6 separate regions of the Mus musculus genome follow, and regions 1, 3, 4, 5 and 6 are each linked to region 2. A link is a contact called in public Hi-C, HiChIP or PLAC-seq and promoter capture Hi-C data. All regions are on one chromosome and are shown on one strand. Each heading gives the region's core, a stretch centred on a gene start, on an enhancer-like site or on the middle of the called end of the contact. The rest is flanking DNA. Distances are from core to core; before and after follow the strand shown. Region 1 has its middle 93 kb from the start of Gm34177. Region 2 holds the start of Taf1a (TATA-box binding protein associated factor, RNA polymerase I, A). Region 3 holds the start of Capn8 (calpain 8). Region 4 overlaps Gm39725 (a long non-coding RNA gene). Region 5 overlaps Dusp10 (dual specificity phosphatase 10). Region 6 holds the start of Susd4 (sushi domain containing 4).

Region 1 (3,772 bases), core at 172-2,671, 850 kb after region 2:
CTAAGCTCCGGGGATAGAGAGAGAAACTTATTAATTTGGTGTGTATATGAAGGCCAGAGGAGTCAGTTCTCTTCTTTCACCATGTCAGTCTAGGCTCTCAAACTCGGGTCACCACTGTACCGTGGAGCACCTTTAACAACTGAGCCTGAATCACTAGCATGAGTTAACAGATTACAAATGGAGCAGAGCCTCATTCAACCTATGGACAGTCTGAGCAGAACACAAAAGCTGGGGAAGGGAGCATTCTCTGTCTCTCTCTGTCTCTCTGTTTCTCACCCCCCGTCTCTGTCTCCCTGTCTGTCTCTCCCCCTCCCTCTCCCTCCTCCCTACCTCTCCCTCTCCTCTCTCTCTCCCTCCCCTTTTCCCTTTCCCTCGGCCTCTTTGAAATCAGCTGGGAAATCAGTCTCTGAATATTGATGAGAATAGACAATAACAGCTGGGCCAGAAGCACACCGTCGGTTCTCCAGGGTTTCCAGTTTGCCTCCTGTGTACATTAGGATTTAGCCTCTGTAAGTACAACACACACACACACACACACACACACACACACACACACACACACATTTATGGAGAGAAAGAGACACAAATAAATAACCTATCTCTTTACCGTGTGTGTATTTTCATATTATTCCTGGAACATACACTCAATGTATCTTGAACATGTCAATACTAATTTATCTGTATATAGCATATATATCTTGAATGTATGCCAATATCATATAAGTCTATCAGTCTATCTTCCATCCCTCTGTCCATTTCCTCTTGTTTTCCCTATCCGTGGAACTCTGAATACTGCATACACCCGGGAAAATCTTTGAGAACATGACATTTATGCTGAGCTCTGAAGATTATAATAAAAAAAGGAGCCAGAAAAATAATTCTAGCAAAATGGGAATGTGACAATAAAGCCGGAGGCGGGAAGAACCAGCGCACAGGCAATTATCGGGAAACTAGACTAGAGAGGGAAGCAGAGCCCAGGCAAGGAAGGAGCTTGAAGCCTGCTCCTGAAAGTGTCAAAAAGCTGAACACCCGGCTTTCAGTAAATGTCTGTTTGACAAAATGAGTTCCTGGTAAGTAATTTCCAAAACAGCGAGAGCAGTCCTCAGACTCTGGAACAAACACACGACTGTTTTTATCCCCATTCTTTGATGGTTTTCACAGAGGTGAGCGTGCTGGAAGGGGAGGAAGCTGATAAAAGCTGGCCGCATCCTCTCAGACCATTGGAGGACAGGAAGATGGGAGAGCAGCCTTCCGCCTCGCCAGGCGTTCCCTAACATTTTATCAGTTTGGCGGGTTTTGTCTGCATTTTGCAGAACATGCAGGCAGTGGTGATGATCCCTTTTATCTAATATCCTCAGCAGAGGTCACAGGCTTAACAGGAACCGGGAAACTCCTCCCGGCAAGCCAGTCCCGGCTCTGCACAAGAGCGCCCTCTTCTGTGCAGTCACAGACTGGCCCTCGGAGGAAGGTTGAAAGGACCCGTCAGGCAGGCCAGGGGCCCCAGTGAGCCCACAATCTGGTAGTCAGAGGAGTTAAAGGGCGTCCTTATGGACCGCCTTTACCCCACGGAGGTGCGCACATTCAGGATCCTTCTAGAATTAGCCATGAGAGTGAAAGGGGTGAAGAGATTGAGTTCAGGCCACTTCCTGAAAAGAGAAAGGAAGCGCTTTCCAGCTGGGGAGAATCTACTTCCTGGTTCAACAGGAGAAATGGAAAAGGATGGATACCCAGATACAGTCCTGTCAGAATCCATGGTCAGAGGGATGCACAGAAGTGAACAAGGAGGGGTAGGCCGACATGTGCCCTGTGCCGACAGAGATGGGGGAGGTCAGCATGTCTGCAGCCAGCCCTGGAGTCACATAGATGAGGAAACTGGACCTCTGGGACAATTCAACACCTGCTGCCTGCAGTGTTTCTTGCCTTCTCACTCCTGTGAACCCCTCTCTGCTCCCCAAAGACTTTCACCTCCACTTTCACATCATCAGTACATATATGGTTCTATGTGCCTGCCACACGAAGAACCCACATATGGAAGAAAACGTGTGTTGTTTGGTCTAGAACACACCATCAGATCCTCAAAATAATCATGCCAATCAAATAGGCTAGATATATACTCCCAGTGTGTTCAAAGAACTGAAGCCCAGAGACGCGAGCGATTTCTCCGCAGACACACAGCAAATACAAGAACTAAGAGAAGCACGTTGTTAAGGAAATGCACGTGTCATCCTGTTAGAGACAAATCTGAGCAGCAGGAGGGAGCCAATGGTCATTATAGATGTTGCTGAGGGGACAATGCAGATTTTAGTGACTGTTAAGGCTTGGGTTTGGAAGGCTCACAGTCACTTCCGTTACTGTTCAGGTCTTTAAGCTAAGACAACAGTGTGAGTGTGGGTCTGGAGAGGTCAGATCTCACTGTCATTCCTCTGATGTCATACACCTGGTTTTGAGACATCTCACTGGCCTGGAACTTATCAGGGAGGTAAGGTTGGCTGGTGCTGGAAACCTGTGGTTCTGCCTGCTTCCACCTTCCCAAACCCCAGGGTCTGCCTGTCTCTATCTCCTCAATCCCCAGGACTCTGCCTGTCTCCTCTCCAGCAGACATCGCAGGCAGACACCACCATGCCTGGCTTTTTATATGGGCTCTGAGGGGTTGAACTTAATCCTCATGCTTATAAGGCAAGCAAGCCCTTTACTGACATCGCGGTTGGCTGCTGCACCAGCTCAGTCAGAGCACCTACACTGCACGGTTGCAAAGGCCTTTGACTCTTCCCAGAGTGTCACAGCCAGTGGGATTGCTCGGGATAAGCAGAAGGCAGAGAAAGAAACACCGAGGAAGAGCGCTTCAATTCTCCTTCCTTCCCGAGTTTCCCTTGTCCTCACCCTTGAGGGTAGCAGACCCCTGACTTTTATTTCCTCTGTTTCACTTCTGACTGCATAGACATGTCTTTGGAGATTGATCCCTCCCCGCTCCTTTCCCCACAACAGAAAAAAGACACACTCAGCCTCCCTCCCATCCCGATAGCTTCGCACTCAACCCTAATCCACAGTCTGAGGTGACTCTTGTGCCGAGCCCATTTGGGAGGACACAGCTCTGCCCTTGCCACCCTATTGCATGCAGAGTCCATTCTATGCACAGAGCCCACCAGCACGTGGAGGCTGGGGCTGAGGCACATTCTGGACTCCTGTTTCCAGGTGATTTTTCAGCTCCCTATCAGGACTTAGCAGCCCTGACTTCCCTGATGGGAGAAGACTAATTAAAATGACAAACCCAAAATTGATTTATTACCATTGGGATGAAAACAATAAACAAAACCTGACATTGCTAATGGGTTCTTTCTCTCTGTCTCTCTTTCTCATCTCTCTGTGTGTCTATCTTCCCCCCATCCCCCCTACTGCCACTACCTACAACCAAAAGTGTGCCACCTGTCTTTCCTATTGGGCTTTTTTCACTACTACCTCATCTCATCATGATAGAACTATTTCCTCCTTAGATAGAACACACACACACACACACACACACACACACACACACACACACCAGGAAGAGTCTAGAGGCTGAGGCATGTAGGCATCTGGCACCTCCTCTCATCTAGAGGAAGCTGTTAGCACCTGTACTTGACAGGTGAGAAACCAAGGTGTTCAAGGGTTACCAGATTGAGGGAGATGTTAGAGCAGAATATCAACGGGCTCTGTCTGTCCTTTGGTACATCCCAGCTGTTCTTTCTTCTCCCACAGCTCCTTTTAAAATAGTTTAAAAAAAACCCAACAACAT
Region 2 (4,101 bases), core at 1,070-3,569:
ACATTTTTTGTGATGGAGTGAAAGTTATTTGTGACATTTTCAATTGCTTGGTTGAATGAAGCTCATTTTTTAATCCAGGAAAGGTTCATAGGAATAATATTTTCTGAGACACTTTCAAAGCTTCCAGAAGATGTAGTTCATCACCATGACTTTAGTGAAAAGCAGTTGTACTTTCCTCCCCGTTGTAATACACATTCTTTAAGATTGGAGTCTAGAAAGCTGCTGTAGAAAGCTGCTGTGCAGACCCCTTCTCCAGACATTATCATCTAGGACTGTGCTGTGGGAACAGGAAGTGGTCTGAACTGAAGTGGTCTGAACCGGAAATGGTATGTAAGGACTAGAGAGAGAATGGATGATGAAGAGATGTTTGAAAACTTTGACATTGAAAGACCTCTGAAGGGAGACCCTCACTCAAGTCTCAGGATAATAGCAGACCCCCAAGAACTCACGAGAGACAAAGCTTGATGCAAACCACATGAGGCTTTATTTGGGGGAAAGCCAGAGCTCTGGGGACGACTCATATCCCACGTAGGGGAAGAGGAGTCGACCCCAAGGGGAAAGGGGTACCAGTTTTTATAGGCCCTTAGGGGGGAAAGGAGAAGGAGGGAGTAGGGGATTACCCAATCTAAACAATGTCTATTCTCAAGAAATGGGTATGGGAGGGGTACAAGGAAAGAGTCTGCTGCAGGTGCAGCAACCCTGGATTGGCCCCAGCTGTGGTTGCTGTGGAGATTTTCCGACTCTTCCTCAGCAACCAATATCACAAACACCTGGCAATGGGCTTCATCAGTGGGCACACACATGGGTTCAAGGAACGGTCAGAACATTGGCAGACACATGGGTTCTAGGAGTGGCCAGAGCATTGTGTACCTCTATTTTTCTAAACCAGTGAAGCTAGTTCTGCTAACAATGAATCTATTTTGCCAATTTCAGGGCTTCTGTGACCTTTTACATTCTGCCAGGATCTTTCAACATCACAACATCCTCCCACCCCTTTTTTGAGACAGGGTTTCTCTGTGTAGCCCTGGCTGTCCTGGAACTCCCTCTGTGGACCAGGCTGGCCTCGAACTCAGAAATCTGCCTGCCTCCCTCCCTCCTGAGTGTTGGGATTAAAGGCACGCACCACTACTGCTAGTATTTTCCCCCATTTTTATGAGCATGACCAAAATCAGCTGAGTCATTTTGATAAATCAAGATTCCAGATGACAAGCTAATCATTATCTTGGTGTGTGTGTGTGTGACTGCCCCTCCTTTGTCACATAGTTTAGCTTTGCCTGTAGTTAGGAGTATAGGTTTAAAGGCCCAGGCATAGAGGCACATGCCTTTAATCCCAGCACTTGGAAGCCAGACTGATTTCTGGGTTGAGGCCATCCTGGTCTACAGACTAAGTTCTAGGACAGCTAGGGCAATGCTGAAACATGGTCTTAGAAACAAAAATAAAACAAAACAAAAACTCAGCAACAAAAAGAAACAGTAAGGGCAAAGACACAAAGAACTGTATAAATAACTTTTCTCTAGTGCCTATGAGCACTGCATACTGTTTACATAGAAAACACGGAATAAAATACCCATCGCATTAAAAAAAAAAAAACAACTCTTCATACAAAGTCTTTTTATAGACCCTTAGGTTTCTATGATACTCGGATTCTGTTCTCGAGCAGTAAATTCAAAGTTCCAGAGGAGTCCATGCCATCACTTATGCAGCCTTCAGTACGTTCTTTTTTATTTTAGTTCCAATAACTTTAAAGTTGTCTTCCTGTAGCTTTTACTCATTAATGCGTGTTTTCACCACTGGTGCCAGTCTGTTCATTTAACGGATCAGCCCTTGAAAATACATCTGCCATTCTCCATGGTCCTTTTCAAAGGCTTAACAATTCCACTATCTACCTCCAGAATTAACACATGGCTGTGAATGTCTCTCATGAAAGTGGGATCCAGACCCATCCCTACAACAATCCACGTTGAAAAGGAAAAAGATTCTTGCTCAAACTGTGAGGCAGGAAGTCACTTAAATCAGATGCTAGCAGCAACTGGGATCGGCTATGCGTTCCCTTGTCACACTCGACTTTGCGATGGAAATCTTCCAATTTCGTTAAGGCTCAGGCTAAATTGTCAATCTGGGCCAAACCAATGGGGAGGCGGAAGTCAACATCCACTTCCGGGCCTCGTCCGGAAGCCTCTTCAGAGCTGGATAGGCTCTGCATCTTTCCCACAGGTAACGCTCCTGTGGGGGCGTGGCCACGCATGCGCACTACCTGAATGCCCACCAGGCTGGTTCTGCGCAAGCTCCCAGGAAGCGCTCGTTAACTGCTTCCGGACAGGGTTTTCCGGGGCGGCGAACAACGTGGAGTCGGGCGACTCTGGAGCTTGGATTTAGCGGCTCGCGGGCTCCGTACGCCTTGCGCTTTCAGTGAAACAGGAAAAGGTGTGTGAGCCTCCTGCTTGTTCCTTCTGCGGTTTCCTCTTGACTTTGTGCTCCTGGGCTCTGAGACCGTAAGTTACAGAGATCGTGAACTTTTGGTTACCGTGGCAACAGCCACCACGCCAACCTTCCCCAGGCCAGTTTGAGTCTTTGAGGGCCAAGGAAGGATTTGCGTTGTCTCCTTACCGTGTGTGGTAAGGTCGATTTCTAATTCAGGTGCTATTTCAAACTTTTTCGCGGAACGGCTGAGATTGATTTTTTTTAAAGGCCTAATCTGGATTTAAGGCGGAGAAACAAAATTTGAGGCTGGCCAACTCTTTGGGAGATGGGTCAGCAGGTAGTGGCAATTACTGTCAAGCCGGGTGAGTTCGATCCCCGGATCTACACAGTTGAAGGACCCCTCTAGATGATTCTCTGACCTCCACGCGTGCGCCGTGGCTTCTTCCGACAATAAACAAAGTGTAATATTAAAAAAAGAAATCGTACCGGGCGGTGGTTGCGCACGCCTTTAATCCCAGTACTTGGGAGGCAGAGGCAGGCGGATTCCTGAGTTCGAGGCCAGCCTGTCTACAGAGTGAGTTCCAGGACAGCCAGGGCTACACAGAGAAACCCTGTCTCGGAAAAAAACAAAACAAAACACCCCCAAAAAGAAAAGAAAGAAATCGTTTGTCAGCAGGCTTCAGGTTCGATCTCTAGCACCGCAGAAAACAAAGAAAGCAACGCCAGTTGATAAGGGTGAGGGTACCGAACTAGGGTGATGCTGTGGGATTGCAGAAGGGAGGGACGCGTTCAGTGGAATTCGTAGCTTCAGTATTTGATGGATACGCAGAACAAGGGTCTTGAGCATTTTGACATTTAAATCCATGTCCAGTGGCATGTAGCTGCTTTTGTCGAGTCATTTCTTTGCCATGGGCCGCTGCCGACCCCCTTACGTTTTTTGTCATACCGGCTCGTCTGTGTGCTTTGTGTTTCCCAGACTTTTGTCTTCACCGTTTCTCAGTCCTAACTTGGAAGGAAATACGGTTGCTGCTATGATTATCTTAGATAACTTATGGGCTATTTATGTGGTTAAGTTCCGAATACATACTAGCAACTGCTGCTACTGTACGTGCGTGTTATATATTCTTTTTTTTTTTTTAAGATTTATTTATTTATTATATGTAAGTACACTGTAGCTGTCTTCAGACACTCCAGAAGAGGGCGTCAGATCTTGTTACAGATGGTTGTGAGCCACCATGTGGTTGCTGGGATTTGAACTCCGGACCTTCGGAAGAGCAGTCGGGTGCTCTTACCCACTGAGCCATCTCACCAGCCCCGTGTGTTATATATTCTTAAGCTTCTTTCTGTAGCTCGAGTTTTTTACTTTGCAATTAAGGATGTTTCGTTTCTGTATGTACTTGATACATAGCTGTACTGTATTTTTTTAAAAACGATTTTTATTTTACTTTTATCTTCTGTGTATGAGTGTTTGCCACATTTATGCACACTGCTGTGTACCTGTTGAGGAGGTTGGATGCCTTGGAACTGGGGTTCCAGAAGGCTCTGAACTGCTGTATGGGTGCTGGGAACTGAACCCAGGTCCTCTTGAAGAACAGCAAGTGCTCTTGGCTGCTGAGCCATGTCTCCAGTCCCCACTCTTCTTTTTTTCTTTTTTAAAGTGGAACTTTAGTTTCACCTGT
Region 3 (3,766 bases), core at 315-2,814, 820 kb before region 2:
GGGTGTGCTCCGGCTCCCACTAGCCACGCAGAAGCCCGGCGTTCCTCTTAGCTTGCTGGGGATGGCCAGAAAACTGTGTTCAGAGCAACCACTGGTTCCTGTGACTCAGCACGAATCTCAGTTAACTAGGCAATAGGGTCAGGAATAAAAATGCCTCCTCCACCCAAATTAGGGCTTCAAGGCTTCTAGGATCTTCAGTGTTCCAGGCAACGTCAGGGGATGGGGTGGAGCTGGGGTTCTGGTTTAGAGGAAGGGTAGGTCAGCCTTGTGCAGGGTGGAAACTTAGCTGTGAACCCTCAGTGAGCCCAACACTGAGCGAGTGTTAACGCAAATAGAGGCGTTGAGGGAGTAATGGGGGCTCCTGAGGCACGGAGGAGCCAAAGCTTTCGTATAACTGCCTCCTGTCCTGGAAGGTCATGCTGACCTTGTATTTCTGGTGAATCACGGGAAACCCTGCTTTTGTCTGTTTCATGTCTGGCAGGTAAACATGCTCTCTCAGAAGCACCAAGCTCAGGGCTGAACACGTGGATGACCCTCAGCGGGAAGACCGGCAGCCTCAGAGGCTGTCTGGTTCAGAGACCAGTGTGAACCCGCTTTAGAATCATCTGCAGGTGAATGGTCTAAAGACTCTGATATGGGTCCTAGAGACTTAGCTCAGAACTGCTGAATCATGATTATTTTATATTCTGTTTTATTTCATTTTAGAGACAGGGTCTCACGTAACCCAGGTTGGATTTGAACTCACCATTTAGCCCACAGTGACCTCAGACTCCTTATTCTCTGGTCTCTACCTCTGAATGTAGATTGTCCTGCTTGTGCGGCAAGCCCTCGTATCCACTGAGGCATCTTACAGCCAGCCCCCAGAACACTCTTTGAGATGGTGGCGATTAATGCAGGTTACTAGGGAGACTGTGTTGTGGGTAAGTAGTTCAGAGAATTCTTGTCACACTGTACTGGCTGCCTGTGTCTTCTGTAACAAACGAACACAAGTGACTGAAAAGAGCAGAAGTTGGAGATGGAGCAATGGCTTAGGGTTTGAGAGAGCACTGGCTGTTCTTGCAAAGATCTGCGTTGGACTCCTAACACCCACATGGAAGCTAACAGTTGTCTGGAACTCCAGTTCTGGGGACTCTGGTGCCCTCTTCTGGCCTCCAAGGACAGATCACTTATGTAGTGCACAGGTGTACATGCAGGCAAGGCACCATGCTCGGTAAAAATGAAAGAGCAGAGGGTTAGTCTCTTTCTGTTCTGGGCACCCACAGACCTAAGTCATTTCCACTGGACTAAAACCAAGGCATGAGCAGGGCCTCTCCTTACAGAGTCTCTGGAGGAGAAATCACCCCAGCCTATCCAACTTGGAGACTCCTGATAGCCTCCATTGTGGTGTCCAAATAGTGAACAGCAGGAGAAGGTGGGGCAGAGTTGCCTGCACCTTGGATACATATTTGACTCTGTTTATGACTCATGTCCCTTTGGAACAGGGCCTCCCTCAGGTGCAAAGTTTACAGGCCACACCTCCTTGGGAGCTGCCTTAAAGGGCAGCATCCCCATAGGGCAGATGTCTGAGAGGACACAGAAGCCCTGCTTTCCTGTCACCTACAGGACGCACAGGCAGGCCATGGCAGCCCTGGCAGCTGGAATATCCAAGCAACGTGCAGCTGCTCAGGGCCTTGGCTCTAACCAGAATGCTGTGAAGTATCTGGGCCAGGACTTCGAGACCCTGAGAAAGCAATGCTTGAACTCAGGGGTCCTATTTAAAGACCCGGAATTCCCGGCATGTCCGTCAGCTTTGGGCTACAGGGATCTTGGACCAGGCTCTGCAGAAACTCAAGGCATCATATGGAAGCGACCCACGGTAAGGCAATAGGGAAGTGACCATGGCAAGGCACAATTGAGTGTCACACAGGGTACAGAGTTGTCACATCAGGTCAAGAGTTGAAGTAAGTAACAGTGCAGGGTTCTGTTTTCAGATCCTATAGTTCTGATATCCGCCTTACTTCCTAACATTATTTCTAAGGAAGAACACACACAAGCTTTAGAGCTGGACAAGTCAGACCTCATGAGTGGCTCTGCTGATGTGGCCTTGGCTCTGCTGATGTGGCCTTGAGCGACAGCTCTCTGAGCTTCAGTTTTTCCACCCTAAAAATAGTGCGGCTGGAACCATTGTATTTCAGTGTGGTTAGGAGAATGAGAAATAAATCTCAGGGTGTAATTGTCCTGCGTGTAAGAGACACAGAACACAGGGTACTTAGCACTGCACAGTGCCCCCGGGCCAGCACACAGGGGAACAAACCAAGGTTAGACACAGTCAGCTAGGGGCAAACTGTGATAGCATCGCTGCTGAGGGACATGGGTTACTGAAGGTCATAGAAGGTTCCACCAAGGCTGGAGAGAAGAGAGAGGTGGAGGCCATCCTAAAGTTGGTGGGTGTGGTCACACTGTGGTCTTGATGTACATGTCCCTGATGATAATGGATGCTGTGCTTTCTATATCATGGGTGCATCCTCTAGAGGGACAACTGTTTAAAACCTTTGCTCATTTCTCAATGGTTCTGCTTGCTTTTTTGTTTGACTTTGCACTTTTGAGGATAACCCTTTCTTTACTTTGGGAGCATATATGTGTATATATATATATATATATATATATATATGTGTGTGTGTGTGTGTGTGTGTGTGTGTATATATATATATTGCATCTAATAATCCTGGACATTAAGGTGTTTGCTTCATTTGCTCTTCTGCATCCTGATAGCCCTTTATTTTTACACACATACAAGAGAAAATATGTGATATTTATCTCTGTGAATTGGGTTCACTTCAGGTAAAATGGTGATTTTTTTTTTTTGCTTCTGTCCATTTTCCTATAAATGACATGATTTTCTTCTTTATAGTGAACAATACTGCACACACACATATAGCCCCACATAACTATATATTTTTTTATTTATTCATCTGTGGATAGGTACCCGGTTGACTCCATACCATGGCTATTGTCAGTAGAGCTACAATAAACATGGGTGCACAAGTGTCACTATTGTAGCTGACTGTGATTCTTTTGGATCTACACCCGGGGGGAGTATGACTGCTTCTGCTTGTTCTTATGCTTCTAAGTAGAAGGTCTACCTAGGCTCTTGTCTCAAGGAACGGAAGACACATTTGTCTACGTGAAGGTTGCCAGATCACACTTGGATTCTCAAGATGAACGCTCTGTTGGGAGGTTGAAATCCCTTAGGGTTTTTCTGTTTACATGGGTGAAATGCGGCAACTCTACCCCAGAGACAGCAGCTGGTTGCGCTGATCTCCAGTGCTCTTAGCTCCTTGTCTCACCGTGTGGGCTCAGCATCTATCCCAAGCTCCTGTGATGTATGTAATGCCCCGTGTAAATGGACTTAGCGCAGCCTGGTCAATATTTTTTTTCTTCTGCCAGAAGTATCCTTTCCCTCGACTTGGCAATTGAGCAGCATATTGATCTTAAGGAGAAATACTTAGTCAAGAGCGAAGCCACACCAAGCACATAATAAGGACCCCGGTTAAGAGACACATGGAGGGGTCGAATTGTTGGAAAGTTACTGAATGGAATGCAGTAGGCTCAGTTTGGAGCATCCATTCTTTCTCTAACTGCTACCTCTTGGATTAGTAGCCTTAGGGTTTCCAATTCAGCCATGATTCTCCTGTGCAGGGAGGTGTCTTGGGGAGCTTTAGCTAGTTAAGGAGGGGACAAAGAATAGGCAGACGCTGAGTGATACTGTGGTGGAGAAGAACGTGGG
Region 4 (4,206 bases), core at 721-3,220, 630 kb after region 2:
TTAACAGTAGACAATCATGCCTAGCAAAAATCCAGTTTTATAGCCATCAGATACTTATAGTGCACCCCTTTGGTCCCAGACTCTCCCGTAAGTGTTGTATCAGGCCTTTGGGGTTGAAGACAATAGACAAACAGCCTTGCCCTTGTGGAAGTTTAAGGTGTGCAAAGTGAATCACTGAGCAAGCAAAAACAAGCCAGATGGTGCCACTCAGAGGGTAAGCCCAGGCAGAGTTCCCTTAAGAATTACTCATGAGGTCGACTGGAATATGCCTCCTTGCCTCACAGTATGAGATATTCATTCTGGGGTCCTTTAAAATACACACCATGGATCCTTGAGTGCATGCAGCTTGGGACCTCAATAATCAAGTGTCTGGTAGAGAGCAAGGTGTTCTACTGGCCTCGTTCTGTGACTGACAACTTCCACAGGCATTTTGATAGTGAGGTTATTTCAAATAGAAATCACACAGCAAGAAACAAAAGCCAGAAATTGGCATCTCTGGCATTAATGTGTAAATAGCCTTTCTCGTGCCCTTGCAAGGTATCTTACTTCCTTAAGTTTCCTTTGCCTTTCTTGGAAAAAGAGCAGGCCATCACTGTAGGCAATTTCCAAGTTCTCTTTCTCTTGACATAGTCATTCTGTTGGGTCTCAGGGAGAAACTACTAGGAGAGGTTGGGTTAGAGATTGGAAGGGGGTTAAGTGCATGACAGTTGCAGGGACAAAGCTGTTAAATCATTCAGGCTTCTTGGCTCTGCAGGGATAATCTCTATATACTGTGTGGAAGTATAACCTGTCAATAACATGCCTATGGCCTATAGGAGAGAGGAGACTAGAAAGCAGGACATCCAGCAAGGAGCAAAGAACTGTGGGAAAGAGTCTAGCATAGGCGATTCCCCACCCAGAGGAAGTTGGATGTACGAAACTCAGGAGAGGTAGCTAGCCATGCGGCAGGCAAAGAATAGTACAAACAGGTTAGTCGAAGTTAGGAGCTAGTTGGGGAGACAGCCTAGCTTATGCCTAGGAATTTAATAAACAATATAGCCTCCGAGTAGTTATTGGGGAACTGGGTCACGGGAGGAAAAACCTGTAGTTACACATCTCTCTCAGGGAGTCCAGACTCCGGCATCATTTATTTCCTGGAGAGCTCATTTGTCCAGTTGCCGTGATCTAGTGACATTAGTGGCCTCTCAACAAGCTGTGAATGAGGAGAAACCACACATACACACACACACACACACACACACACACACACACACGCGCGCGCGGCCTCTGGAAATTATGGTGCTCTTCACAATGGGATTTTCCCGAAGCCTCAGGTTTACATCTGTGAATATCAGCGTTTCAGTTTTTAACCTGTATTTCACCAGTGTCAACAGACGGGATACCTCTTCCCGTTCCTGTTCCTTTTATGCTGATCTACGGGACCCTATGCTCGCTCCCCTGTATATTCTTTGCTCTGTGACCCGCTCTCTCGTTCAGTAATGCTTTTTTTTTTTTTTTTTTTTTTTTTTTTTTTTTTACTCTGTGTAATCTTACACATCAATTCCTAATAAAAGTCTTGAAGACAACTCTATGACTTTGGCTTATATCACCTAAGCTTTGGGGGAGTTTGTTTCGTTTTTTTTTTTTTTTTTTTTAAATTGAAGTGGTAGGACTGGAAGGGTGAGCTTCATGTAGCTATCAGATTTGAAAACCTGAGTTTAGAATATCAAAAACTTCTAAACTGAGGCGTGGGCAGCTGCAGTTAACCCTCCATTTCCAAAAGGGAGGCCGTGGATAATGAGGGCTAGCTCTGAGGTTGAACTCAGATGTTGACAAACTAGGAGAGGTTCTTGTTCTGTGGAATGTGAAAGATCACCTTTTCCCTTGAACTTCCTGCTTTCTTATCTGCAGAATGCAGCTGGGAGAATACACCCAGGCATTGTTGTGAAGATCTAAAGGGCTTTAGTCAGAGTCATCTGTGAGTCTCTCATCTGCTAAACCCTAAGCCAGCTAAAGGCAGGAAATTCTATACCCTCGGATGATACCATATTATACAACTAGCAAGACATCCACCAATCAGACTGCACCTTGGCCTAATCAAAGTAAACACTCTGAAGAGCCAAAGTGGTCCCAGCAGACTATTCATGCCCACAGGCCTCTTCCAAAGGAACCAGTGGGCCTTCTCTCGCACGCACAGATACCTACAGTGAATTTAAAACACTGTTTGATGAACCAGGGAGATGCCTCACTGGGAAAAGTACAAACGGGAGGACCTAAGAACCTGTCTAAGGCTGGACAAAGCATCTGTAGTCTAGACTTTCCCACAGAGAGGTGGAAGATGGAGACAGGAGAACCTCTGGAAGTTCCTTGGCAAATTAGCTTGGCATGTGCTGATCAATGGTACACAACAAAGAGACTCTGTGTTAAGGTGGACCCCAAAGACTGACACTTGGGGGTTTTTTTGGTTTTTTTTTTGTTTTTGTTTTTGTTTTTTGGTTTTTCAAGACAGGGGGTTTCTCTGTGTAGCTCTGGCTGTCCTGGAACTCACTCTGTAGACCAGGCTGGCCTCGAACTCAGAAATCCGCCTGCCTCTGCCTCCAGAGTGCTGGGATTAAAGGCGTGTGCCACCACGCCCGGCTTTGTTTTGTTTTTTGTTTTCTGATTACACACACACACACACACACACACACACACACACACACTCTCTCTCTCACTCATATATCTGCTTTGTAAAGTTTTACTTCATCCACATTTTCAATTACAGAAGCAGTCCCACTGTAGAGTAAGTGTTATCTCCTTTCCCTAAGTTTTCTTGGGGCCATGTGATCCAACCTTGCCCTACTTGACTCCATAGCCAAATACCTTTTATTTTTCAGAGCTCAGTCCCACGTGCTGGTCCCAGAACACTCACAGCCTCTTTTATTTTATTTATTTATTTTTTTTGCCTGAGTTACAGATTCATTAACCCAGACTTTTTAAAAAATGTTATTATTAGAACTTTAATCACCCATGTCCTCCTTTCAAGTTCTTGCTAAAATTAATTTCTGGCAATAATAATTATGTCAGTCAGGGGCCAGCCAAATATACCCGTGGCCCCTGGGCCAAATCAAGATGGGAGTTTCCAGCCATAATCTATTTTTTGGCTCATAATGGTTGTGCCACTTTGCCCACCTGCTCCCTTCTCTCTGTCCCGCAGCAGGTGAAGTATTAGATGGGCCAACTCATCTGCTGTGGCTAGACTCTGTAAATTATATCTTAGTGAACTCAGAGACAACAATGAGATAGTAAATAAATCAGGTCTAAGTCAAGGGCAGACATCAAAATGGCAATGGTTTGGCAGGCATGAGGGGTGCTAATGGTAAAGCTGGAAGAGAGAGAAACCAGGGAAACTTTACAAGGAGCTGACAAGAGTCTATGGAGAATGGGTAGGACTCTTATTTTGAAAGATGTTCTCAGCCACTATTGTTTTCAATGTACTCTAGGAGAGGATTGGAGAACACACAAAATCTGGTTAAAGAAAGGTGAGTCCTTGACAGTATGGCCTGTCTATCATCTTCCTGGCTCCACAATCTCCCCCTATATTCCTGAAGTATACCTCTGTCTATACATTACAGCACAGAACTTAGGATGTAAGACCACCCTGGTGGTTTGAATATGTTTGGCCTAGGGTGGCACTCTTGGGGGCGGGGGGGTGGCCTTGTTGGAGGAAGTGTGTCACTCTGGAGGTGGGCTTGGAGGCCTTCCTCATAGCCACATGGGAGCCAGTCTTCTGTCTGCTTTCAGAAGAAAACCGAACTCTCAACTCCTCCTGAGCCACACCTGCTTAGATGCTACCATACTCCCACATTGATGATAATGGACTAAACCTCTTAACCTGTAAGCCAGCCCCAGTTAAATGTTTCCCTTTATAAGAGTTGCCTTGGTCATGGTGTCTCTTCACAGCAGTGAGACCCTAACTAAGACTACCTTGACTATAGTCAGGCATGACATCAGACAGACTCACTCTTTCTGCCTTAATGTTGTTTATTCAGCCAACAAAAATAATGGCTGTCTACTTTCAAACCATTGTGCTGGGTTAGGGTTATAACTATCCTAAATTTTTAAAAGACTGATTTATTTTTATTGTTTGTGAATAAGTGAGTTTCTGCATGTATGTAGGTGTGCATGTATGCCTCTTGCCCTCAGAGGCCAGAACAGGGGGCTCAGATCCCCTTACAGGTGGGCTGT
Region 5 (3,911 bases), core at 490-2,989, 660 kb after region 2:
GGCATTGAGCTTTCAGATTGATGAGGGTGTGTGTGTGTGTGTGTGTGTGTGTGTGTGTGTGTGTGTGTGTGTATAAAGACCAAAAGCCAACATTGCATGTCTATCTGTACTCTCCTATAGTTTTATACATGTAAGTATGTGTGTCTGTCTGTGTGTGTGTGCACGTGCGAGCATGAATGTTTGCGCACTCTATCTGTGAAGGTCAGATGATAACTTTTTCAGTCCCTATCTTCAGGGTCCAGGAATCAAACTCAGGCACTCACACATGTGTAGCATGCCCTTCCCTGCTGAGCCGTCTCACTTGACTTCTGACTTACGCTTGAGGCTTGCTCTTTCACTGAACCCTAGGCTACATTGAACACTTGGGCTACATTGCTTGGACCGTGAGATCCCTTCTAAGATTTTGTCTCCCCAGCCAACCCCTGAGGTGTGTACCTATACCTGGCTTTCACGTGGTTGCCAAGGAGTGCAAACTCACGTCCTCATGCCTCTTCTGCTTGCATTTGACTACTGGGCGGTCTCCCCAGCCCACCTTCCACATCTTCTATAAAACGTTTGGAAAACGTTCTGAGGCCTGAGAACCAGATGCTCCAAAGTTGTCCAAATCATGACCTTGACATTCATCTCCGAGGGACCTCTGCTTTCCTGGTTCTCAGTGAACAGCTTTTCCACACTGTGGAGTGGGATTCCTGGCTGGCTGGGACTGACTGGTGGTGGCTGGTGGCTCTGACATTAACCCTTGAGGTCCATGGACATCATTTTGTGACTCAGCAGGTCCCAGCTCCTTCCTTCCTTCAGCTTTTCTTCCTTACCTTCCCAGAGCTCTTCAGAGCTCTCAAATCTTTCAGATCTGGCCACATGGTGTCTTCCAGGGGTCTTTGCCCATCAAAAGCCATTATCCGTGGTGGCTTTGTTTTGTTAAGGATTGCAGTGTGTGCTGATGTGATGTACAAACTTGGGAACAGAACTCTTGTCAGATAATGGGGTGGAGTGTTCTTTTCTGGAGAAAAGTGGCTATTTCATCTATGGGGAGACAGCTCACTTTCTGGTGCAATGCAGCTTGTAGAACCATCATTTTCTGTTACTGGTTGCTAACTCTGTCCATGTGAACACATGCTTGCACATACAAACACATGCTCCTTTCTGTTAACATGGCCAGATAGTAATGACTTTGGCACTCAGCAGGGACTCCTTGAATGGGGACATCACCTTTACCTGAGCTGTTGTCTCCTGGTAGCTATGCCCTGCCTGATTCTGGTCGCTAGAGCTAGTTGAAGCAGCTCTGAATCATACTTATCAGATTTCAGAAACCCTTCTTGGGTTGCAGTGTGAAAGACTCAGCTGCATGTTGAAACCATAATTTGGTCAAATATGTTATTAGTGTTAATTTTGGCCTGTTTCCCTTTACATTTCAGGGTAGTGACTAGAAAAAATAGTCTTGCCATGTAGTATCCTGCTGACATTTCTATCCAGTGAGGCCAATCTTTGTATAATGATAAGTTATCATTTCTTTCTAAGATGAGAAAATAGAGGCTGAGAGTGGTTCACAGAATCACTTGGAGTCACACCGAAGTCGCCTGAAGTCTAGGCTGACTCCCAGGTCCACAACATTTATGGCTATGGACTTGTAAATTGATTTTTTTTTCTGCCCTCTGTCCCTGAGTTGTGGGAGATGATCTCTCACCCTCTGGAATCTACAGAGAGATAAGAGTGCCTGAGCTGCTCCTGCAGAGCCCCTTGGCTCACACCTGAGTTTATGTTAATGAGATGACTCAGGGGACAAGCTGGTCATCTATCAGAAGGGCCAGCCCTGTGACTGGCCCGGAAGCTTGGAATGTAGCCAGCCTCCGCAGAAGAGGCAAGCTGGACTGAGGATTAAGTTCAGACACGGGGCTGATGATGAATCAAGTCCAGTTGCACCTAGTGAAACATGATCCTGAAGAACACAGAAGCCTGGCCCTCGAAGCTCAGGCAGGCATCCTCCTTGCACACAGGGACATGCCAGCAGGGTAAATAGAGTGTCTTCATTTCACACGACTGAACAGAGAAGTGCACGGTGTGGAATACTAGGGCCTACGTTGTGCAGCTTTCATTTTGCTGGCCCTGGCTTGCATCCTTTATAGTGAAGCCATTAATTAGCACAAACAAAAGTGCTTTCCTGAGTTCAGCGAATCATCCTAGTGGATTCTTGAACCCCGGGTATTATGGGGAAGCAAAGAACTAGTGACAATTTAGTCAGAGGTGTCAGAGGCCTGAGAGACACCACACTTACAACTGGCAGTGAGGCCAACGCTGTTGGGGATTGTGGTGGCTTTCTGTAAGAGTCAATCTTGGAGTCGCTGTCAGAGCTGTGTCAGAGCTGCATTGCAGTATTCTGAGATGAAAGCACCCAGTGTCTGCTTGAAGGCCCTGGTGGTGAGAGAACACCGTAGCACTTGGTAAGATAGCAAGACTTGTTTCCCTAACCCCATTTCCTTGGAGACAAGAGGCAGCCTTCACTCTAGTCTTACAAAATGATGTGGTCTTGGGAAGACTGCTTTAGACTGCAAGGCTTCCAGGTCAGCAGGAAGACCTGTGATATTTCTAGGCCCAAGACCTTCCCACCTTTGGAGGCCCCCTCTATTTCAACTCCTAGGTGTCACCTGAGGGGTGTGGTGGCCCAGCATGCTGGCCTCTTTCTTACAAGAAATTCTTGAATATTGATGTTGAGATTTTGTTCCAGTAAGGAAAGCACTGTGTGGGAAAACCCTAAGTAAGGGATTTGCATTACTTGGTCATTTGCATTGTTAGGATTCATACTTGTGGCGTGTCTCACTTTGTTTCAAAAATATGGTGTCATATCCAACAGCGCCTTTTCTGTGGACACCCCTGTTTGGATATTTTAGCCATGGTCTTGTATGGTTATTTTTGGTCTATTTTGTTTTGCTTTCTCCTTCCTGGCTTAAAATAGACAAGGTCCCCCCACCCCCACCCCCACCTCCAAGGCCATTAGTTTTTAGCTTTGCTCAGACTAGTCCAGTCCAGCAAAGCCTTCTTAGGTCACCAAGCTCCTAGAAAGTTTGACTCCTCAAGGCACGTGATAGGGCCACCCTGGAAAATGGGTTTCTAAGAAAAGAAAACTGTCATTACTTGGTGGGAGGGGTTCTACAAGAAACGGGAATGAAGCAAAGAGTATGAAGAGTTGTGAAATCTCCTGAAATCTGTTTAACCTGGTCTGGCCCTGGGCTCTCTGCACTCTGTCACCAACGCAGGCTTGCTTATTAGAAGTTTAATGGTGGCGATAGTCCAGCCAAATAACTGACAGTAGCTTTCACTGAGGGTGTCAAGCAGCTCCCTGCCCCCTCAGTAAGGGTGAGGATGGAATGTCAGCCTCAGTTTCTAAAAGAGATAGAACAGATGCTTAGAACTGACTGCCCTAGAGTTGGGTGCTCCCTTCCCCTGAGGTACTTCCAAATGTTTGCCTGTGGACTACAGGGTTCAGAGTACACCTTTCAAGACATAAGTATGTGCTACAGCCCTGTGAGAGAGCGAAGGATGTAAGAATCCCCTTCAGGAGAGAGGAAACTCTCGCCATTTAAGTCAAAACTATTAGGGGATAATCCCGGTGTCTTATTTACTTTTATTTTTGTGTGTATGTGTGTGTCTATATATGTCCACTTGTACATGCCTGCTCTTGGCTGTGTGTGTGTGTGTGTGTGTGTGTGTGTGTGTGTGTTCCTGTGCTTACCTGGTATATATCCAGCGAGCCCCTTGGATTCTCCTGTTTCTGCCTCCCAAGGATGGCTGGATTCTTCTGTGGGCATTGGATCTGAACTCACACTCTCATACTTACCCACTGAGTAAGCATTTTACCCATTGAGCTGTCTCTCCACTTCTTTGATAATGTGAGTTTAAGTGACCTGAAATGTAAA
Region 6 (4,274 bases), core at 541-3,040, 620 kb before region 2:
ATAATTTAATTCTTGTGGTACTAAGGGTGGAGCCCCGAGCCTCACACAAGAGCTAGGCAAGTGGCCTACTGCTGAGCTGTAGCTCCAGCTGGCTAGCACTGTGTCAGAAAGGAGACTTAAGCGCAGATCCCAGGCTTGGGACAGATGAACTTGGATGGTCCTGTTGGCCCTGGTAGTCTTATAAGCCGATTGTTGCAGCTAAGCGGCAGACTTCAGATACATTTGTTGCATGGTCAACAAATAGTTTTATGCCCTGTGGATCTGACAGCTATTTTTAAAACGGTAGATATTTTATTGAGAATAAGCTAGAATAAATATTCAATTTGCAGCGAACAATCTTAGGACCTTGGAAACACAGAAAAATGCCCAAGTAATGCTTTGGGCTTCAGAGTTCAGGCTTTAGCAGAAATGCATTTGTGATAACCAAAACTGTTCAACTTACTCCGTGCAAAGCTGACATCTCAATTTTACAAATCGAAAAAAAAAATCAACAACATTGAACTAGATTTATCTACTAAAAGCTAATTTCTCCTGCAAGAATTTGTTAAAATTACTCGCAGTAAAAGCCAACACGGTAAAAGCTGTAATTTCCAAACTACCTTCAGTATGTGAGATTTTGGGAAAGTCGATAGAAGGACGAGATGATTTGGTGGCTGTATCAGAAACATGGTTTTTCATATCCACAAATTGCTACAGAATAATGGGGATCCAGTGGTTCAAAAATACTGCCTGCCGGCCCTACCTCATTAAGGCACACCCCTTAATCACCAAGGCTCACACAAGTACCCTAGGAGCCGGCCCAGACCTCAGAGGGAGGTCTAGCTTGCTGGGGAACAGCAAAGGTTGGGAGAACAGAGCTAGCAGCAGGCTGAACTTAAGACACCAGGAAGGGACCGCTGACCAGGGGAACGTTCTTTCCTGGGGACCCCTGATCCTTTCGGGTTCTTACCCAAAGGAAATAAGCTTCCGGTGATATCCAGCTTTCCCGCATTGGCACCCATCATCTCACTGCCCGGTCACTTGTCTCCCTGAGGGAGAGCCTCTCAAGAGAAAGCTCCGAGAGATGCTTGCGTCTATCTCCAAGGCAGCCAAGAGGGAAAATGCCGACGGTGCAAGGGACGGGAGACAGAGACCCAGCCTCCTCGGGCTGTCCACTGGGCTCTAGGGGAAGCTCACACCCGTGGAGATGTTCGGGGTCACCAAGAACTTGAGGTTTTAGCAGCAAGGGTTGTGCTTACACCGCCCCATTCAAGTTAACCCTGTCATCGGTGATGGTCCTGGGTGGGATCATCCTGTCCACCTCCACCTTCGAGGTCACAGCCTCTGGTGGCACACACGGGGCTAAGGGCTCCAGAGGCCACTGGTGAAGGATCGCGGCGCAGACCTGCGGTGTGTGCGCGTGCGTGTGCCTGGGTATGTGTGCGTGCATACGCGTATGCGCGTGTGTGAATGCGTGTGCGTGTGTGCCGCCGCCTGGCGACTCGTGCCCGACAGGTGCAGGCGCGCCGGCTTCCCATTGGCCACGGCGTCCTCCTCCGCCCACGCCATCCCCTTACCCCTGCTACCGGCGCTGGCTGGGACCCGCCGAGGCGCGTGCAGGCCCGCGCGCCCCTGCCCTTCCCGCGCGCGCCCGGGCCTCGTCCCTTCCTCCCCCTCTCCGCGCCGCCGCCGCGCGCTCCCGAGCTCAGGTAGCGGGCGCGCGCAGCCCGGCAGCCGTGGCCCTCGTCACCCCCGCCCCCGGCCACTCGGGGGAGCCCGGGGAGGGAGCGCGCGGCGGGACGGGCGGGGGCGGTGTAGCCCGGCAGCCGCCGAGGCTTCCGTCTCGCTCGCTCGCTCGCTCCTCTGTCTTGCTCGCTCGCTCGCTTGCTTGCTCGCGCAGAGGCGGCAGCAGAGGTCGCGCACAGATGCGGGTTAGACTGGCGGGGGGAGGAGGCGGAGGAGGGAAGGAAGCTGCATGCATGAGACCCACAGGTAAGAGCCGGAGCCCGGAAGGGGCTTGCCTGCCCCGGGGAGGCGTGCGCAGGCCGGGCTGGGCGAGTTGGCTCCTGGCTCAGCTCCCCTAAGGGAGGAATTTTTAAAATAAAAATAACAGCTCAGATTTCATAAGGGACTGGGGCAATAGGAGCCTCCCAATCCTTGGAAAAGCAGAGAAGTATCCAGGGGCAGCAGGGGGCACATTGTGAGATTCCTCAGAGTGAAATGTACAGGCCCGGGGAAAAGTGTTTTCTCAGCCGCTTGATGCTATAAGGCTTTAGACTTTCCTGTCATGATCAGAGCCGCTGAATCCCGGGGACCAGCACAGAGCCAGTGTGCACTAACCCCTGTCCTCTCTCCCCTCCTCCATCCCTCCCGCACGCGCAGTATCCCATGGTGGCTGCTACTCTCTGGACCCTGCATGGGGGGTGGCAGGGAGGATCTCGCTGTGGGAAAGGGGGCGGGGGCTGCGCAGGGGCGAACAGGGATGGGATGGGATGGAGCCCGCAAAGCCCAGGCACCGGGCCCCCAGGGTGGAGGAGGGAGAGCTTGGCCCCAGAGCCCGGGCAACCCCGGGGTATTGTCGTGTTCCGCTCCTGGTTGCAGACTCTCGCAAGCTGGATGCCCTCTGTGGATGAAAGATGTATCATGGAATGAACCCGAGCAATGGAGATGGATTTCTAGAGCAGCAGCTGCAGCAACAGCAGCCTCAGTCCCCCCAGAGACTCTTGGCCGTGATCCTGTGGTTTCAACTGGCGCTGTGCTTTGGCCCTGCACAGCTCACGGGTGGTGAGTGACCCCGCTGTGGTGGGGGGAGCTTTGAATGGCCCAGCAGGGAGGGGAGACTGTACCGACCGGACAGCACTGCGCCTTCTGCATACGTGCAGACTTTAGGGGTGCCTGAGAAATAGAGTCCCTGTGTCCCAGCCTTCTGCAAAACCCCTGGAGTTCACAGAAAATTGTGTGGAACCGGTGTAGGTTCGCACACCCACCGGCAGCCCAATTGGGCTTTTCTGAAGGAAGGATAAGAAGCCTGGCACATTTTCCCATTTTGGCCCAGAGGAAAAAGAGGATCAAAGGAGTGTGTGGGGGTGGGGGTGGGGGGAAGCAGTGTATTTGTAGCCCTTCGACCCTTGATCTTTGCCCTTCACACACAGGTCAGGTTTGGGCTTCTGGATTTGAACTACTTTAGAATAAACCGTCTTGAAGAATGTGAAGGGTCTGAAAACATGGTCAGACCAGTTGAAGGACAGGTTTATTTGAAAGTTAACTTTCTCTTTCTTGGAGGTGGTGTGCTGAGGCATGTCTGTGACTGTTGGGGGTGGGGAAGGGCTGCAGAGTTCCCTTCAGGTATGTTTCTGGAAGACTGCTTAGCGAGGTCTGAATTACGGTGGGGATTAAGTCAAGGACTCTTCTGTGAAGTGGAAGTTCTGAAACCAAATTGATAGCCCCAGTCCCTGTAAGGCGGCTAATCTATAATATGCTTGATTCCAAGCGAGAGGGCTATCTTTTGGTTGTGGTCAAGGAAGACAGATGGAGTTCCGGTCTGAATTTCTCCCCCTTAAGTCTCCCCCTTTCTTCCTTGTGCACCACCGTCCATCATTCCTGCCTGTTCCGGATCCTCCTTGAGACATTGCTGATGTGGGCTTGTGAAGGACAGGCTTGCGTTCTCCTAGCCGAAATACAGAGGATGCCTAAGTAGATAGATTGTCATTTGACGAAACACAAGTATTGCTTGGCGTAAATGAACCATTTCCACATTGGAAAATATTGCTGTCTCGGAGACTTTGAAGGTGAAGACGGGGCAAATAAAGTGAGCAGACATTTAGCAAAACTGAGGGAGGAGAATGATAGCGTAGGCCTTAGCACAGAGCAGTTGGTAATTCAGGCAATCCACTCGACAGCCATTCGATGACAAAGGCATGAAAGTGTCTATAGCGGCGTTCAGAGTCAGAGTCACAGTCGCAGAGGAAACTTACTTTTTCTTTGGATGGAGAGGGTGGGTGGGAGGGTGGGTGTTTTTGCTTTTTTTTTTTTTTCCCCAAGGAGTAACTTTTTGTGCTGCTATTTTAGCTTTTTACTAGAAGCATCTCAGAGGCAGATGTATTCGTCACAGAGGACAAGGTCAAGTGTGGGTCCAGACCACGTCTTTGTGGCTCACCAGGACTCTCCCCTCTCTGGATACTAACTCTACCTCATGAATTGCGAGTCAGTATGCAGGTGACCACTGAGCAGATAAGGGTCTTTTCCTCTTAGCTGACTTGTCAGTTCTGGCTACCAGTCCTTCTAACCAGGTGCAT

What was found. Promoter capture Hi-C pulls out the DNA fragments that hold promoters and counts their contacts. A called contact is a pair of places that touch in the nucleus more often than the background predicts. HiChIP or PLAC-seq counts read pairs in DNA pulled down with a chosen protein or histone mark.
Region 1: an H3K4me3 HiChIP or PLAC-seq map of the SCID.adh cell line shows a contact between it and region 2, with 5 times the contacts expected there. The contact joins the enhancer-like site here to the promoter of Taf1a in region 2. A contact is called at or near these places in 1 of 39 promoter capture datasets (embryonic stem cells) and 6 of 115 datasets of contacts at active chromatin or transcription factors (the SCID.adh cell line, T-cell acute lymphoblastic leukemia, bone marrow-derived macrophages and 3 more).
Region 3: a contact with region 2 is called in a promoter capture Hi-C map of embryonic stem cells, with 64 times the contacts expected there. The contact joins the promoter of Capn8 here to the promoter of Taf1a in region 2. A contact is called at or near these places in 3 of 39 promoter capture datasets (embryonic stem cells, hippocampal neurons and liver), 1 of 115 datasets of contacts at active chromatin or transcription factors (pro-B cells) and 1 of 9 other capture datasets (pancreatic islet).
Region 4: an HNF4G HiChIP or PLAC-seq map of pancreatic cancer cells shows a contact between it and region 2. The contact joins the enhancer-like site here to the promoter of Taf1a in region 2. A contact is called at or near these places in 8 of 39 promoter capture datasets (the 3T3-L1 cell line, 3T3-L1-derived adipocytes, the C10 cell line and 4 more) and 5 of 115 datasets of contacts at active chromatin or transcription factors (the 230-238 cell line, embryonic stem cells, memory CD8 T cells and 1 more).
Region 5: a contact with region 2 is called in a Hi-C map of Th1 cells, with 4 times the contacts expected there. The contact joins the enhancer-like site here to the promoter of Taf1a in region 2. A contact is called at or near these places in 1 of 484 Hi-C or Micro-C datasets (Th1 cells) and 9 of 115 datasets of contacts at active chromatin or transcription factors (the SCID.adh cell line, astrocytes, bone marrow-derived macrophages and 5 more).
Region 6: a promoter capture Hi-C map of embryonic stem cells shows a contact between it and region 2, with 50 times the contacts expected there. The contact joins the promoter of Susd4 here to the promoter of Taf1a in region 2. A contact is called at or near these places in 2 of 39 promoter capture datasets (embryonic stem cells and liver).

The regions. Positions count from the first base shown.
Region 1 is chr1:184,234,365-184,238,136 of GRCm38.p6, forward strand. No RefSeq gene overlaps it. Among named protein-coding and RNA genes, the nearest start is that of Gm34177, 93 kb to the right of the region's middle. Within about 2 kb of position 1,422, at least 58 of the 459 cell types and tissues checked have an H3K27ac peak or open chromatin away from gene starts, as enhancers often do. A contact at or near this core is called in the SCID.adh cell line, T-cell acute lymphoblastic leukemia and forebrain, where this site is marked.
Region 2 is chr1:183,386,666-183,390,766 of GRCm38.p6, forward strand. It overlaps Taf1a (TATA-box binding protein associated factor, RNA polymerase I, A), which reads left to right and starts at 2,320. Exons shown (of 11, transcript NM_001277959.1): 1 at 2,320-2,493.
Region 3 is chr1:182,563,443-182,567,208 of GRCm38.p6, forward strand. It overlaps Capn8 (calpain 8), which reads left to right and starts at 1,565. Exons shown (of 21, transcript NM_130890.2): 1 at 1,565-1,855. The coding sequence starts at 1,619. Gm46248 (a long non-coding RNA gene) reads left to right here. Exons shown (of 4, transcript XR_001779884.1): 3 at 482-611; 4 at 706-1,039.
Region 4 is chr1:184,014,626-184,018,831 of GRCm38.p6, forward strand. All of the region lies in intron 2 of Gm39725 (a long non-coding RNA gene), which reads left to right. Among named protein-coding and RNA genes, the nearest start is that of Gm39725, 3.4 kb to the left of the region's middle. Within about 2 kb of position 1,971, at least 52 of the 459 cell types and tissues checked have an H3K27ac peak or open chromatin away from gene starts, as enhancers often do. A contact at or near this core is called in pancreatic cancer cells, where this site is marked.
Region 5 is chr1:184,050,147-184,054,057 of GRCm38.p6, forward strand. The region is part of intron 2 of Dusp10 (dual specificity phosphatase 10); the gene reads left to right. Among named protein-coding and RNA genes, the nearest start is that of Dusp10, 18 kb to the left of the region's middle. Within about 2 kb of position 1,740, at least 114 of the 459 cell types and tissues checked have an H3K27ac peak or open chromatin away from gene starts, as enhancers often do. A contact at or near this core is called in Th1 cells, astrocytes, embryonic fibroblasts and 2 more, where this site is marked.
Region 6 is chr1:182,762,426-182,766,699 of GRCm38.p6, forward strand. It overlaps Susd4 (sushi domain containing 4), which reads left to right and starts at 1,791. Exons shown (of 9, transcript NM_001356461.1): 1 at 1,791-1,971; 2 at 2,581-2,763. The coding sequence starts at 2,616.